Regions from separate parts of the Macaca mulatta genome. Here region 2 is linked to region 1. A link is a contact called in public Hi-C data. All regions are on one chromosome and are shown on one strand. The core of a region is the stretch at or near the end of the contact, and the rest is flanking DNA. Distances in the headings are between cores, read along the strand shown. Region 1 overlaps LOC144341005 (a long non-coding RNA gene). Region 2 has its middle 330 kb from the start of NOCT.

Evidence for each region. A called contact is a pair of places that touch in the nucleus more often than the background predicts.
Region 2: a contact with region 1 is called in a Hi-C map of fetal cortical plate, with 2.6 times the contacts expected there. The contact joins two enhancer-like sites. A contact is called at or near these places in 2 of 14 Hi-C or Micro-C datasets (fetal cortex germinal zone and fetal cortical plate).

Annotation. Positions count from the first base shown.
Region 1 is chr5:145,968,989-145,975,907 of T2T-MMU8v2.0, reverse strand. All of the region lies in intron 2 of LOC144341005 (a long non-coding RNA gene), which reads left to right. Among named protein-coding and RNA genes, the nearest start is that of PCDH18, 410 kb to the left of the region's middle. Within about 2 kb of position 1,452, at least 8 of the 40 cell types and tissues checked have an H3K27ac peak or open chromatin away from gene starts, as enhancers often do. A contact at or near this core is called in fetal cortical plate, where this site is marked.
Region 2 is chr5:147,553,232-147,560,334 of T2T-MMU8v2.0, reverse strand. No RefSeq gene overlaps it. Among named protein-coding and RNA genes, the nearest start is that of NOCT, 330 kb to the left of the region's middle. Within about 2 kb of position 1,679, at least 9 of the 40 cell types and tissues checked have an H3K27ac peak or open chromatin away from gene starts, as enhancers often do. A contact at or near this core is called in fetal cortical plate, where this site is marked.

The DNA of each region.
Region 1 (6,919 bases), core at 203-2,702:
AAAAAAAAATAGATGACATCTCTTCAGCACTAAGTAAAGATGTAAGAAGGAATACTACTTTAATATTTTGCTCTAAGCATAGAAAAGTCTATAGTTAATGGGACAATATCTATATAAAATAGCCATTTTGCCAGAGATGCTATTGATTAGAAAGCCTCTGAAGTTTTTGCACTGTTTTTTGCTCTCTCTTTTTTGGCTCTGGTCTCAACCATAAACTTGGAAAGGCACTTCCTTCAGCTGATTCAACTGGTTGATCCCATGTCTCTCCTCACATAATTTGTGGAAGGATCTATCTACCTGAGAGGTAGTTGAATATAGTTGTTAAGGGTCCAGGTTCTGAAAACAGACTGATGCAGCTCCATCACTTACCAACGCAGCCCTACGAGAAAATTTATTAAGCTTTATCTGCCTCAGTTTTTTCACCTTTAAAATTAAGTTATTAATAATACCACCTACAAGATGAATTATTATGAGGATTAGATGAGTTAGGATATGTATTATTCTTAGTGTCCAGTATATCCTAAGATTTAACTTTTGTAATCAAAGAGATACTTGATCATAACTATTGTTACCAAAATTAGAAAATAACTCTACATATGTCCAAAATAGCATTTTTCAATAACATAGAACTCTGGCCAAAACCTTGCCCCAGCACTGCTAGATCTTCCATGGACTGATGTTTTTTGCTTACTATGACAAAATATACTGCTTGCTTCCTGCTGGCCCCGACCCCAAATGACAGATATGACCTGCTTTGCAAGTCACACAACGTGACGCAGTTTTCTCCATAAACCAGAATCCTAGGAAGGAGGGGTTTGTCCAATCTTATTAAAGAAACTAAGTAAAATGAAACTTAAGCCTAGAGGACAAGGTTCTACTTTATTTGCCATTTTCAGGATTTAAGCCACAGTGGCAAATGCTAATTTATACGCAAGTTTTATTCCTTGATAATGTGCCAAAGTTTTAGTAAAAAATGAGAATGTTAATGAAAGAGCCAATCATCTTCAAGTATTGAATTCAATATTCATGCTGCATTCGAGGTAATTTCATGAAGAACTGTGGCATTTATTTGTCTTTCTCATCCTAAAGCACTTATAAATGAAAAGAATATTTGTCTAATTAAACCCTGTGTACTATATATAATACTATACAGAATCATAAGTACTATGTACACTTTTGGAAACAACGTAGCCGAAACAGTTTCAGAATAGGGACACCTGAGATAATCACAAAAAGGAAACATTCCCCTTGTATAAATTTTAAAAATAAATAGAAAATGCTTTTCTCTTTTAATTGTTTTGGCTGTACCTAAAGCCTTTTAATTTATGTTAGAATATATGAGGATGGGGAAAAACACAGTAGTGAAACATTTAAGTTCATTAGAGAGTTGCAGTCTGTCCAGACAATGCTGAAGTGTCTGTTTTCCTGCAAGGATGGCAGTGAGTGAAAAAGTGATGTACAGAGACCTCTAGAGACTGGAAAGCTTAACTACAGTTAATACTATGCAGCTAGGCTTCAATGCTGTGCTGTAATTGAATTACTCAGGGAGCTATAACACAGCTATAAAGAGAACAAGGTACTATTCTATTCCTAGTGATGTGGTTAAAATCAGCGTTCTCAAAAGCCTTATGCTTTTGGCTATTTTCTCTTTAATGATTTAATTAAAGTAAAATATGATTTACATTTGTTCTACTGGAAAAACAATGATTAAATCACAGATGTTCATACCCAAAACATATAAATTATCAATGTGTGCAGAACATTTATTATTAGAAAAACTTAGTAAGCATTTACCTGCTGCCATGACATAGGATATTCTATTTACTTTAGCTTTTACTTACTTGTTTTGGAAAGAAAACCTGTCCTTATCACATTTATTTTCCTTTTTGGATATATTGGATTCCTCGTTTTGATGCCTTTGATTATGGGTGGTAGATTTCTTTAAATACTCACTAAAAATCCCATATGAACTTATTGGAATGGAAATAACACAGTTTATCATATTGTAAACACATTTTACAGTCAGTTTTGTCTTCATTTCAACTATTTTTTTTGCTCTGTACATGAAGTTATGAATGTTGAATATTTCCCGCTACAAAGAAACAGATCAATTAAGCAAGTATAGCTGCTCTACTTCTGTCTCTGTCTCCATCTCTCTCCCTCCTCCTCCTCTCTCTTTGTCTGGCATACACATATGTATTAGCGTATTAGCCATTAGTATTAGCCACGGTTCTCCCAAATAACAATATCAATATCCAATATGGGGTGTGTGTGTGTGTGTGTGTGTGTGTGTGTGTGTGTGTCAAGGAAGAGAGGGAGAGAGAGACAGAGACAGAGAGAGAGTGACAGAGAGAGAGAGAGATAGAGATTTTATTTTATTATTGGGACTAGAAAGTTCAAAATCTCCTGGTCAGGATGACAGGCTTGAGATGTCAGGGAAGAGTTGATATTTTAGACTCTAGCCCAAAGGCAATCTAAAGGCAAATTTCCTTTCAAGGCCTTCAACCAACTGGATGAAACCCACTCACATTTGGGAGAGTAATCTGTCTTCTTCGAAGTCTATTGATTTAAATGTTAATCACATTTGAAATATAAATTTATTGCAGCATCTAGACTACTATTTGACTAAAAACGAAATACCATGGCTATCCAAGTTGACACATAAAACTGATCATTGAACTGAGTAATTCTGACAACTTTATAAAATTTGACTATTCTAAGTGAACCAAAGCAAGCAAAATATCAACATAAATATACACACAAATAATACAATTATACAACAACTAGTGATTATTTATCCTGTGAATTCTATCTAATCACAGTAAAATACTTCTCACAAAGACAAACAATGCAAGGTGCCTACCTTGCAGTTAAAGTTCACTGCTATCTGATATTCAGTCTGCCATATTCTTTTACTATTGATTTCATCTTAAAGAATAAATCAGGGGCCGGGCGCGGTGGCTCAAGCCTGTAATCCCAGCACTTTGGGAGGCCGAGACGGGCGGATCACGAGGTCAGAAGATCGAGACCATCCTGGCTAACACGGTGAAACCCCGTCTCTACTAAAAAATACAAAAATCTAGCGGGGCGAGGTGTCGGGCGCCTGTAGTCCCAGCTACTTGGGAGGCTGAGGCAGGAGATTGGCGTAAACCCGAGAGGCGGAGCTTGCAGTGAGCTGAGATCCCGCCACTGCACTCCAGCCTGGGCGATAGAGCGAGACTCCTTCTTAAAAAAAAAAAAAAAAAAGAATAAATCAAAATTTATAATTAACTTATTTTTGTAATCACACCCAAGTTCTAGTTATTGAATCAAGACTGATAGGTTTTCATTGATTACAGATTTTTTTCTTATAGACATGTGGAGATCCCAGTGAAGAGTTGATTGAGATATATTTCCTTTATATTTCAAATACAACTGTAAAGATACTCTAAGCCAAATATGTCATTTATTGTTGAGCATATAAAAAAGGATAATATGCTAATAATTTTATAATCTTTTATTTTTTAAAATACTAAGTAATGTAATTAGTTTTGAGCCATATTGACACAAAATGGTGTCCTCTTGGTTTGAAATGGAATTGTAATTAATGTTACCTATGCACAAATACATGGAATATATTAGTGATACTGTCTTCAGCCATCATTATATTTAAATATGAATTTGATATAAAATACTAACTTTGCCTTTTAAAACGTGTTAATACTATTTGTATATTACACTATAGCACATTTCTGAGACTGCTTTCCTCATCATTCTTTTTTGGATAGGCATCTGCATTCTCTTAATATGCAATGAATAGAATATGACTATGGGCTCATTTGACTAATTAAAAAAATTGGTCATGCACATAAAGTAGCTTGTATAAGGTCATATTACAATTTAGCATTCATGCCAGAAGTAAAACCTACATTTACTAGTTTTGAATACAGTATATAATCATTTGAGATTTACCAAGAGGGGATCAAGTAACTAGAGAAAAGTCTGTATACATTTTTTAAAAACATGTTTGACCATTATATTTATTTTTTCAACCTTATTAAGGTATAACAGACACTATTTCAATATATTACAAATATACAATATGATTATTGAGTCTATGTCTACATTGTGAAATGACTACCACAATCAATTTATACACCCATCACCACACATAGTTGCCATTTTGTGTGTTGGGGGAGGGGTGCTGAGGACAGTTAAGATCCACTCTAGCAAATTTTAAGTAAACAATTCAGTATTATTAACTTTAGTTGCCATGCTGTACAGTTTCAGAATTTGTTCATCTAGCAACTGAAAGTTTGCACCCTTTTACCTGCATCTCTCCATGTCCCCCACCTTCCCAGTTCCTGAAATCACCTTTCTACTCTACTTTTATGAGTTGAGCTTTCCTTTTTTTTTGAGACAGAGTCTCGCTCTGTCACCCAGGCTGGAATGCAGTGGCGCAATCTTGGCTCACTGCAAGCTCTGCCTCCTGGGCCCACGTCATTCTCCTGCCTCAGCCTCTCCAGTAGCTGGGACCACAGGTGCCCGCCACTGCACCCGGCTAATTTTTTTTTGTATTTTTAGTAGAGACCGGGTTTCACCGTGTTAGCCAGGATGGTCTCGATCTCCTGACCTTGTGATCCGCCCGCCTCAGCCTCCCAAAGTGCTGGGATTACAGGCGTGAGCTACCGCGCCCGGCACGAGTTGAGCTTTCTTAGATTGCACATGTAAGTGAGATTATACAGTATCTATCTTTCTGTGCCTGGCTTAGCATATTTAGCATGATGTCTTCCAGGTTTATCGATGCTGTTGCAGGTGTTCCTTATTGTTTATGGCTGAATAATATTTCATTGTGTATATGTATACCATGTTTTCTTTAGTCATTCATTAGTCGATATACTTCTTAATTCCTTAAAGACCTGAGGAAATGGCAATATAATCCCTCATCTATTATTTTCAACAGTAATACATCCGAGTCTGTATAAGTATCTAACAAAGATATTTTTAATATAGCTAGTAAAATGCATAGTAAGATACATTTCTGAACAGCAGTTCTGTGTTTTGTTTTGTTTTAAAGCTAAGTAGGTTATTAATTTAGTTTCAGGCTAAATTGCAATCATGATCTGTAGTTAATGGACTACTCTTCTTTCATCCTGAATCCAAATGTAGTACAAAATTGAAGGAGAAGTATTTAAATACAAAATAAGCAGAGGTGCAGCATTAGATGGGCCAGATGAAATCTGAATGCAGAAAATATTGAGGGAGAAATGAGAACAACAACAACAAAAAAACATAAATGAGTACAGTGCTGATAAAAGTAGCTATAAAAAGTATTAGGGCACAGAAATTTGCCAAAATGGAAAGGGCTATTTAGGAAATAGACTGTAAAGGGCTGGGATCACAAATGATGACAATTACAAGAACAGTTTTATCTCTGAGCCTTCTTTCATCTGAAAATAGGAATCGTGTATCAAATTACCCTGTGCAGTAATATGGCTGGAATAGGTGCTAATTGGAATAAACAGTTATCAATGTTGATGGAAATTTGTTTGGCACTACCGAAGCATACTGAATATGAGAGAGATCATCTTAGTATAACTTCAGGTTAACTGTAACTGACTGATAAAGAGTTGTATTTCTGAAATCAGATATGTCAGAGAATGCAAGGGGCATAGTGGGAATAGCCTTCTCTGAAATGAGGGCAGAAACATGTGGTTACCGAGTTTGAAGCTGGTGCAAACAAGACATAAACGTTCCTTATTTCACCACCGTTTTTCAGGGAAGATCCTCAAATATCTTATTTGCATTAATAACATTTGTTTGATTTTTATATGTCTGGTTGGGATGAAGAAAAAGATGAGAAGAAATTTTTTTGAAATTTTGGCCAAATCCCTTTTTCAACAAAATACATTTTGTTAGGAGTTGCTTTTATGGCTCAATCTCTAGTTATAATTTAATGTTTATCTTAAACTTTTACTTTTTAAAAATCTTTTAGCTTTTGTGGGTTCACGGTAGGTGAATATACTTACAGGGTACATGAGATACCTTGGCACAGGCATGCAATGATAATAATATCATGGTAAATGGGGTATCCATCCCCTTAATCATGTATCCTTTGTGTTACAAACAATTCGATTATACTCTTCTGATTATTTTTAAATGCAAATTAAATTATAATTGACTACACTCATCCATTTTTGCTACTAAATACAAGGTCTTATTCATTCTTTCTATAATGACTACTTATATACCCATAAATCATCCTCACTTCTCCCTCCCCCACTACTGCCTTGCCCAGCTTGTAGTAATCATCCTTCTACTCTCCATCTTCATGAATTCAATTGTTTTATTTTTTAGCTACCACAAATAAATGAGAACATGCAAAGTTTGTATTTCTGTGACTGGTTTATTTTACTTAACATAAAGATATTCAGTTCCATTCATGTTGTTGCAAATTACAGAATCTCATTCTTTTTTATGGCTGGATAATACTCCATCGTGTATATGTGCTACATTTTCTTTATCCATTCATCTGTTAATGGATACATAGGTTGCTTCAAAAGTTTGGCTATTGTGAACAGTGCTGAAACAAACATGAGAGTGCAGATATCCCTTTGATATACTGACTTGTTTTCTTTTGGGTATATATGTAGCAGTGGGATTGCTGGATCATATGGTAGTTCTGTTTTTTGTTTTATGAAGAATCTTCAAACTGTTTTCCACAGTCATTTTACTAATTTACATTTCCACCAACAGCATATGGGGGTTCCCTTTTCTCCACATCTGTATCAGCATTTGTTATTGCCTGTCTTTTGGATAAAAGCCATGTCAACTGGGGTGGGATGATATGTCATTGTAGCTTTGATTTGCATTTCTCTGATGATCAGTGACACTGAGCACGTTTTCACATGCCTGTTTGCCATTTGTATGTATTTGAAAA
Region 2 (7,103 bases), core at 430-2,929, 1.6 Mb before region 1:
GGAATAACAGGCACATGAAGATTAATTACCCTCGTTGGAATCCAGTTTGACTGGGCAAGGTGAGACAGTTCAATTATTTAATCATATTGGTGCTATTGGCTTCCAAATCCTTAAGTGCCAGGATAGCCCTTCCTTTCCATTTAATTTATATGAGGAGTTGCTCCTCAACTTGCTGCTCTCAGCTGAACCGTCTGGCAGAGGGAGAGAAGCAGTCGATTTTGGAAGGAGATGATCCCATCTCTGCATCCTCTTGGGCTGCATTTGTGAATAGTTCTCAGCACTTATTTTGGAAGCTACCAGACTACCTGTGTCTCTCCTGTCCCCAGAAGGCTGCTCCGTTCTATGTGTAAGGGAAGCTTTGTCCCTTGCACATGACTTTTTAAGGCTTTCTTTTGGCTCAAGAATGTCTATCCATTGAAGCTACAGGTCAGAGCATGTCACTAGAGCAGAACATGCTGGAGCAGCACAGTCCGATAGAACATTCTGCGATGATAGAGATGTTCTGAACCGCCCTGTCCAGTGTGGCAGGCAGTGACCACGTGTGGCTATTAGCATTAGAAATGTGGCCAGTGTGATGGAGGAAATGAAATTTTAATTCAAACTCATTTAAAGTTAAAATTACCTGTGGCCCAGTGGAAACTCTACTGGGCAGTGAAAGACTAGATTGTACTTGTGATGCCCAATAGAGATGTGATTTTTGTTGGTTTGTTTCTGGTGGGGCTTGACCGTTGCACTGTCACACAGCAGGGCTGTCTTACACCTTAGTCCCTCTGGTATTAACGTAGTTTTTCCTTTACATCCCACCAAGCCCTCTTGTTTCTCACCATGCCCCTCTGCTACTGCATCTTGGCTAAGTCACTCCTCATTAGTATCTGAGAAGGGACAGGAGAATGGAATTTTGCCTATTCAGCTGTGGTTCCTTGATCCCCGCATGCCCCCACACACAGGTGGTGAGAGATCTTAATCCCAGTGAAAACTGCATTCTGTCAAAATAAAATGAGCTAGTTGGGTGTAGCTTCACCAGATGTTTTAGTGTCATGACCCGTGGACTTCTGCCAGGGTGCTGCCACCCACTTAGTGTCCCACAACCTGGAAGGCACATGCTCTGCTTAGCATAGATTTTTCAAAGTTGTTCAGTGATTTAATGCATATATAAAACCAATTGCTAGTTTGTCTATGAAAATGAGCTTTTTAAAAAATGGCCTCATGAACCAAATATTGATGGTCAAGCTAGATACAACAAGAAAGGGATAGGAGCATAAAGTATCTCACACTAAGAATGAAAGACAAGGACTGAGTTTCCACAAATCTTAGTCATTCAGATCGCACTGTGGAGTCATAATCAATGACTTCCAATCTCCCTCATCCTCCAGCCTCACCATGCCCCCAAGCTCATCAACTCATCATTCCCCTGCTGTTTCCACCACACTTACACTGGGCCCTGCACACTTCATGCCCTAGTTGCTAAAATTATACAAATAGAGAGGAGAAAAAAAATAAGTCTGTGAAATCATTCTCTTGGTTCCTGTGGTTTACACTTGCTAGTTAATTTGAGTCTTAATGTTGGTCTCTCAGAGTGACAGAAACAGCAGCCAATCTGCTGTTGTACAAGCAAGTGCATATAGCCTCATTGCTAACACCCTTGAAAAATGTCCCCAGAAATGCAGCTCAGGAAGAGAGTTCTTTAAATTAAGCTAGATTTGTAAAGAGCCCATTTACTGCCTGACTTAGAGCTAAATCCTGTGGCAGAATGGAATGCGAGGCTAGCTGCCAGGGAACAGAAAACAGCTTGGGTACCAAACCGTGAGCCTGTGAGTGGCAGAGAAGGAGTGATGTTAGAACAGAAGGCATCCTCAAGTCTGACAGGAAAGGAAAAAAAAAATCAAAACAGAAGGAAGTATCTAGAGACAGAGTACAGGCAGGTTGTCCAGGAAAGTTGGGGTGCAGAGAATGAAGAATAAGAGAACAGGAATAAGGAGACTTCACTGGAGAAAAGAAGGATCTAAAGGTAGAGGAAGAGAATGTACCTAGTTCATTCTTTTGCTTTATCTCATTAAAGAGACATGACTGAAAATCAAGTCATTTCAACAAACAACCAGACAGTGGCAGGTCACCAGACGAAACTCCTTCCCTGCCTGGACGTTACATCCTGGCAAACAAGCAAGCAAGTGAGCAAGTCAGGTCTTCCCTTACATGCTTCTCTTTCTAGGTTAACCATTTACCTTTAATAGGAGGAATTTTTTTCAGACATTCCAATGTGGTTGATTTCAAATCCCTTGGAGAAGAATTTGAAGAGCAATGAGAAGGTGGGTTCTCCTATAACATCTCATCCAAATGCAGCCCCTCTCCATTTCCTCTGCAAATAAAGACCACACGACAGGCTGATATCCAACTGCAGAACTTTAATTTGCTTTCTGTTTTAGGGCCTCTGCCTTTGGTGGGCTCCAAAATCTCCAGGGGGCGCTTATTAAGAACATTGTTGCCTGGGCTCTAGACCCCAGAGATATAGATTCTCAAGGGAAAACAGCATCTCTGAAAGAAACCCAGGATGGGAAATTTTGGGAAATGGGGCAAAACTGTAAAATGTGAGAATTTTCAGGCTTAGAGGATGCAGCAATTTGATGCTAGTTTAAAAAAATCCCCAAAAAGGCGGTTGTATGGACTGATTTCTCTATACTTGGTTAGAAGTTAAGGATAAAAGATAAAGAGGTTTCATTTTCTCCCACATTAAGTTATTGAGTAGTAAAGTCCCCCTTTCTCTCCATTTAATTATGGAAGAAAGAACAAACTCCAATTTTAGGAGTTGCTCATCTGTTTTAGGGATGGCCCAGATGGGGAGCATATTTGTGTTCAGAAATCTCTTTACTATGGAATATGGTTTGTAGGTTCCATCTTTCCTCCAAGCTGAGGGGCCATTGCTGAGCCTCCAAAGGTCCTTGTGATTCCTGCTACATTCGGTGCCTCTGGAGGGCCAGCCTCCTGCTCAGGGCACCAGAGAAGGGGGAAGAGGGGTGGCATCATAGAGTACCGCAGATGGAGGTCTCAGTCCTGCCCAGCCACTTACTGTGTGATATTGAAACATTACTCTCCAAGCTTCTCTTTCTTCCATTTATGAAATGGCCATAAGTGTTATTCCTCACGGAGTTGTAATTACTAAATGAGTTAAGATAGAAAACGTGCTTGGCAGAGGAAGTGGTCACTAAATGTGGCCATCCCTTGGAGGCTTCTCCCCCATTGTCCAGCAGAGAATTATCTGTCTTCCATAATGCTCAAATTTTCTCTACATTTTCAAGTGTGTTCTTAGAAATAAGCTTTACCTGAAACCACGTCTCAGGTGAAATTGCTGTCCATGTTTATAGGCCTCCGTAGCCTTCAGTAACTCCCAAGAGGCCTTGAGAAACGAGCAGGTGCTACATTTACGTGCTGAGGTTGGGTGGCTGCAGGTCAACCTGGTTGTCAGGACCTGCCAAGTTGTATATGTCTGCAAGACAGAAGAACCTTAGGAATTCTCTGGGTTGCTTTACTGTGAAGCACAATTACTTATTTGCAGAGAAGTATGTGTGCTGTAATTTCAAGGATTGACATGTAGAATTTCCAACTGAGCCTTGTCCTTGATCCCTCCTGGGCAATATACAAGATGGAGCGTCTAACACCCTTGTGGGAATTCAAACCTGTCATACTCACTGACAGGCAATCATGATTCTAATGAGGGCAGAATAATTTAATTCAATAAAAAACCTATTAGAATTGACAGTACAAATGTAAACAGGTCCCTGATGGATAATTTTGCAGGGCCTTCTCTGCTGCTGTGTTTGTTGACATATACCATAACCAAACGTGGAAGGCAGATGTTCACGTTTGTTCCGACAGGATGGAATGGATGCGTTCCTCTTTCTTTCACCTATGGGGCAACACAGCACTGGCTTTGAAACCGCAGACCTGGTCATTGGGGGTAGTCTCATAAAAATGACAGTTTTGTCTTATTTTTGCGGGAGGAAGGATCTTGCGATGACTGGAGATAGATATTTCTGGGGATTATTTTTTGTCATTTTTCAAGAGATTCAGGTAGTAAAATGTGTCTTTAATCAGCTGCTCTGGTTTTATTTTTTCCCTCCTCCGAGACTCTTAGCATATCATGCAGAATAATTTTATGAATGTCTGGAGTTTTTTCCGTCTGTTTTAGCCGCTAGATTTTACAGACTTTTCACTGGACTAGTTTATGAGTTGCTGCCTGTTTTGGCAAATGTAAATTTTACCCAACAATTTAGAGTTCCATTTTTTTAAACAGATACAATCAACAAGAAAAATTACTCAGCATGATTGCTTGAGAGACTCTGAGGCATAGCTATGTCATTGTACCAATAGTTCATCATAAAAACAGTGGTTCTTTCTACCTAGAAACTCGTTCTGTCAAAAAAAACAAAACAAAGCAAAAGAAAAGAAAACAAACAAACCAATAGTTTCTCTTCATTGTTATTTTCTAGTACTTCAGAGTAGAGATGGAATGTCTGTTCTCTTTAGAATCAATCTACACATTGGCCTTACAAAAAAAAGTTTGGTTTATTAATAACATTCGGAACAAATTTATTCTCAGTATGTGAATGTTCTCTCTGTTTTCCTATTTTTAAACCTTTGCTTCAAAATTGACAAAATCATTATTCATCTTGAAGTTTCTTGATGGAGATTTTTACAAAAAGCAAGAGACTCATTCCCCTCAGGGTTTTGCCTCCGTGGGCTTTGTACCTTTAGGAGGCAGAGTGTCTACAATATTGTTTTAATGGATCTGGAAAGCTCTCTGTGCTCGAAGTGTCCTTTATTGGTGGGATAAATAATATCTTACAGACAAACGTCGTGGTAATTTTTCAAATATATGTAATTTTTCAAATATATGAGGTTAAGTATAATACAAATTCAGTCTTTTTGTGATTATGAACTTTCTCAATGAATAGACACTACAAGGCAGCTCATACTATGTCGGGGAGAGGCGGTACAGTGACATTTTTGACACTGCAAAAGAGCTTAGTCTCATTTCTGAATATTAGGAATCCTGGCCCTAAACCAAAGTCAGATGACCAAGTGCGTGTTCTGAGTCTAAATCTTTACTTAAATCACGAACATGCTGGTTATTAAGATGTTGCCCTGGGTGGGGAAGGGACAGATGCTTCCTGCAGCAGTTTATCATTGTTGCAAGGGCCTCCTTAGTAGGCTCTCGATGCATTTGCATTTGCTCTGCCTGCGGCCAGAAAACAGAACTAAATGTTTATTGCATTTTTTTAGTGATAGAGAATTTCCATTTCCCAGGATTGCTTTCCTTTTGCCTCATTTTTTTAGTCATTAGTTCACTTCTGCCTTCTTGCTTATAACTGCTCTGCCTCCCCAAATTGAAGTTTAGGACCTTAGAAAGAGAATCCAGTGTTGCTTATCCAAAGCCATTCTGAAGGAAGAAAGGAAGAATCTCATATCTCCTGAGTGACTGCTACATGCTAGGTTTAAACCTTTATCTCTCATAGAGTATCATGGTCTCCATTATCACAGAGAGGAATCTGGAGTTTGAGGAGAGTGAACTTGCTGGTAGTTGCTGCAGAGTATGTAGGGAGTCCAGGAATCAAGCTTAGTCTGAAGATTTCTAAAACCCATGCTTCTCCTTCCCATCCTTCTTTCCTCTCTCCCTCTCTCCTTCGCATCTCCACAATACTTGAAGACTATTCACCACTCTGGATTTTTGTATGAATTTACGTTTGCTGTGGATGCATGAGCTTTATTTTCCACTAAAGATTTTGCCTATATTGGCCGGGCGCGGTGGCTCAAGCCTGTAATCCCAGCACTTTGGGAGGCCGAGACGGGCGGTTCACGAGGTCAGGAGATCGAGACCATCCTGGCTAACATGGTGAAACCCCGTCTCTACTAAAAAATACAAAAAAACTAGCCGGGCGAGGTGGCGGGCGCCTGTAGTCCCAGCTACTTCGGAGGCTGAGTCAGGAGAATGGCGTGAACCCGGGAGGCGGAGCTTGCAGTGAGCTGAGATCCGGCCACTGCACTCCAGCCTGGGTGACAGGAGTGACAGAGCGAGACTCCGTCTCAAAAAAAAAAAAAAAAGAAAAGATTTTGCCTATATTGTCAAACAGATGCCAGTCTGTTGTTTTTGAAAAATTTTTTTTCGTGTTTTTTTTTTTTTTTTTTTTTTTTTTTTTTTTTTTTGATGCCTAGGAAAATTCTGACTTGAGATCTGATATACTTTGGGTTTATATTTTTGGAAACTTACTGATAAGCAGGTCTAAATATATTGGAAAATGAAGTTCTATGCTTTGTGTTGCTAGAGAAAAAGTGCTTATATGAACAACAGAAACAAATCCCAAATGTAGACTCTTTTAACCAACAATGAACCTTTTGCTAATACTGTTTACCTCTGTCTTAACATTATTGTGCCAAGTGATTAAAGTATTTGGATGCATTGTGCTCTGATTCTCTTTTTGCAGACCTTTGTATTGAGAGTCAATGAACAATATATTTAAACATATTGTCAAATCATGCTTCTTTGTCATTTCCTTTTGATCTACCTCTGTTTCATCAAAATTAATTCTGTAATTTTCCCATGTCTTATCAAGACTTTGAGCCATGAACGGTAATGGACAGACAGCTCACAACCCTGACCTTTGCCGCCTCTCACATTCTTTTGCAGAAGTGCTTAAAATAGAAAACAGCAAGTTGAGAATTCCCCTCAGTGGAGGAGCTCTGTTGCTTGTTTCCATTCGCATGCCTGCGGGCCTGTTCCCTGATAATTGAATCATGTGTGCCTGTGCGTGTGCGTGTCCCTCACCAAGCCCCCTGGCACATTGCAGCAAAGTCAGGGGGCTTCTTTTTGTGCATGAAATGCACTTGGGCTTTTCTGTGTGTGTGGAGGATTTCCTGCGACCTTACCTCCTTAGCCACCGTGGAGAAGGGCAAAATGTTGTGCTTCGAAGGACAAAATCCAGTGCCTTCCAAAGAAAAGAAGTGCACCAAAGAGGAGGGAAATCATGTGGAGGTCAAAGTTGGGAACACAAACGTCTCCTGGATCTCTTCGCAAGATCAGCAAAGCCTCTGAGGGCTGAGAGTTTCATTCT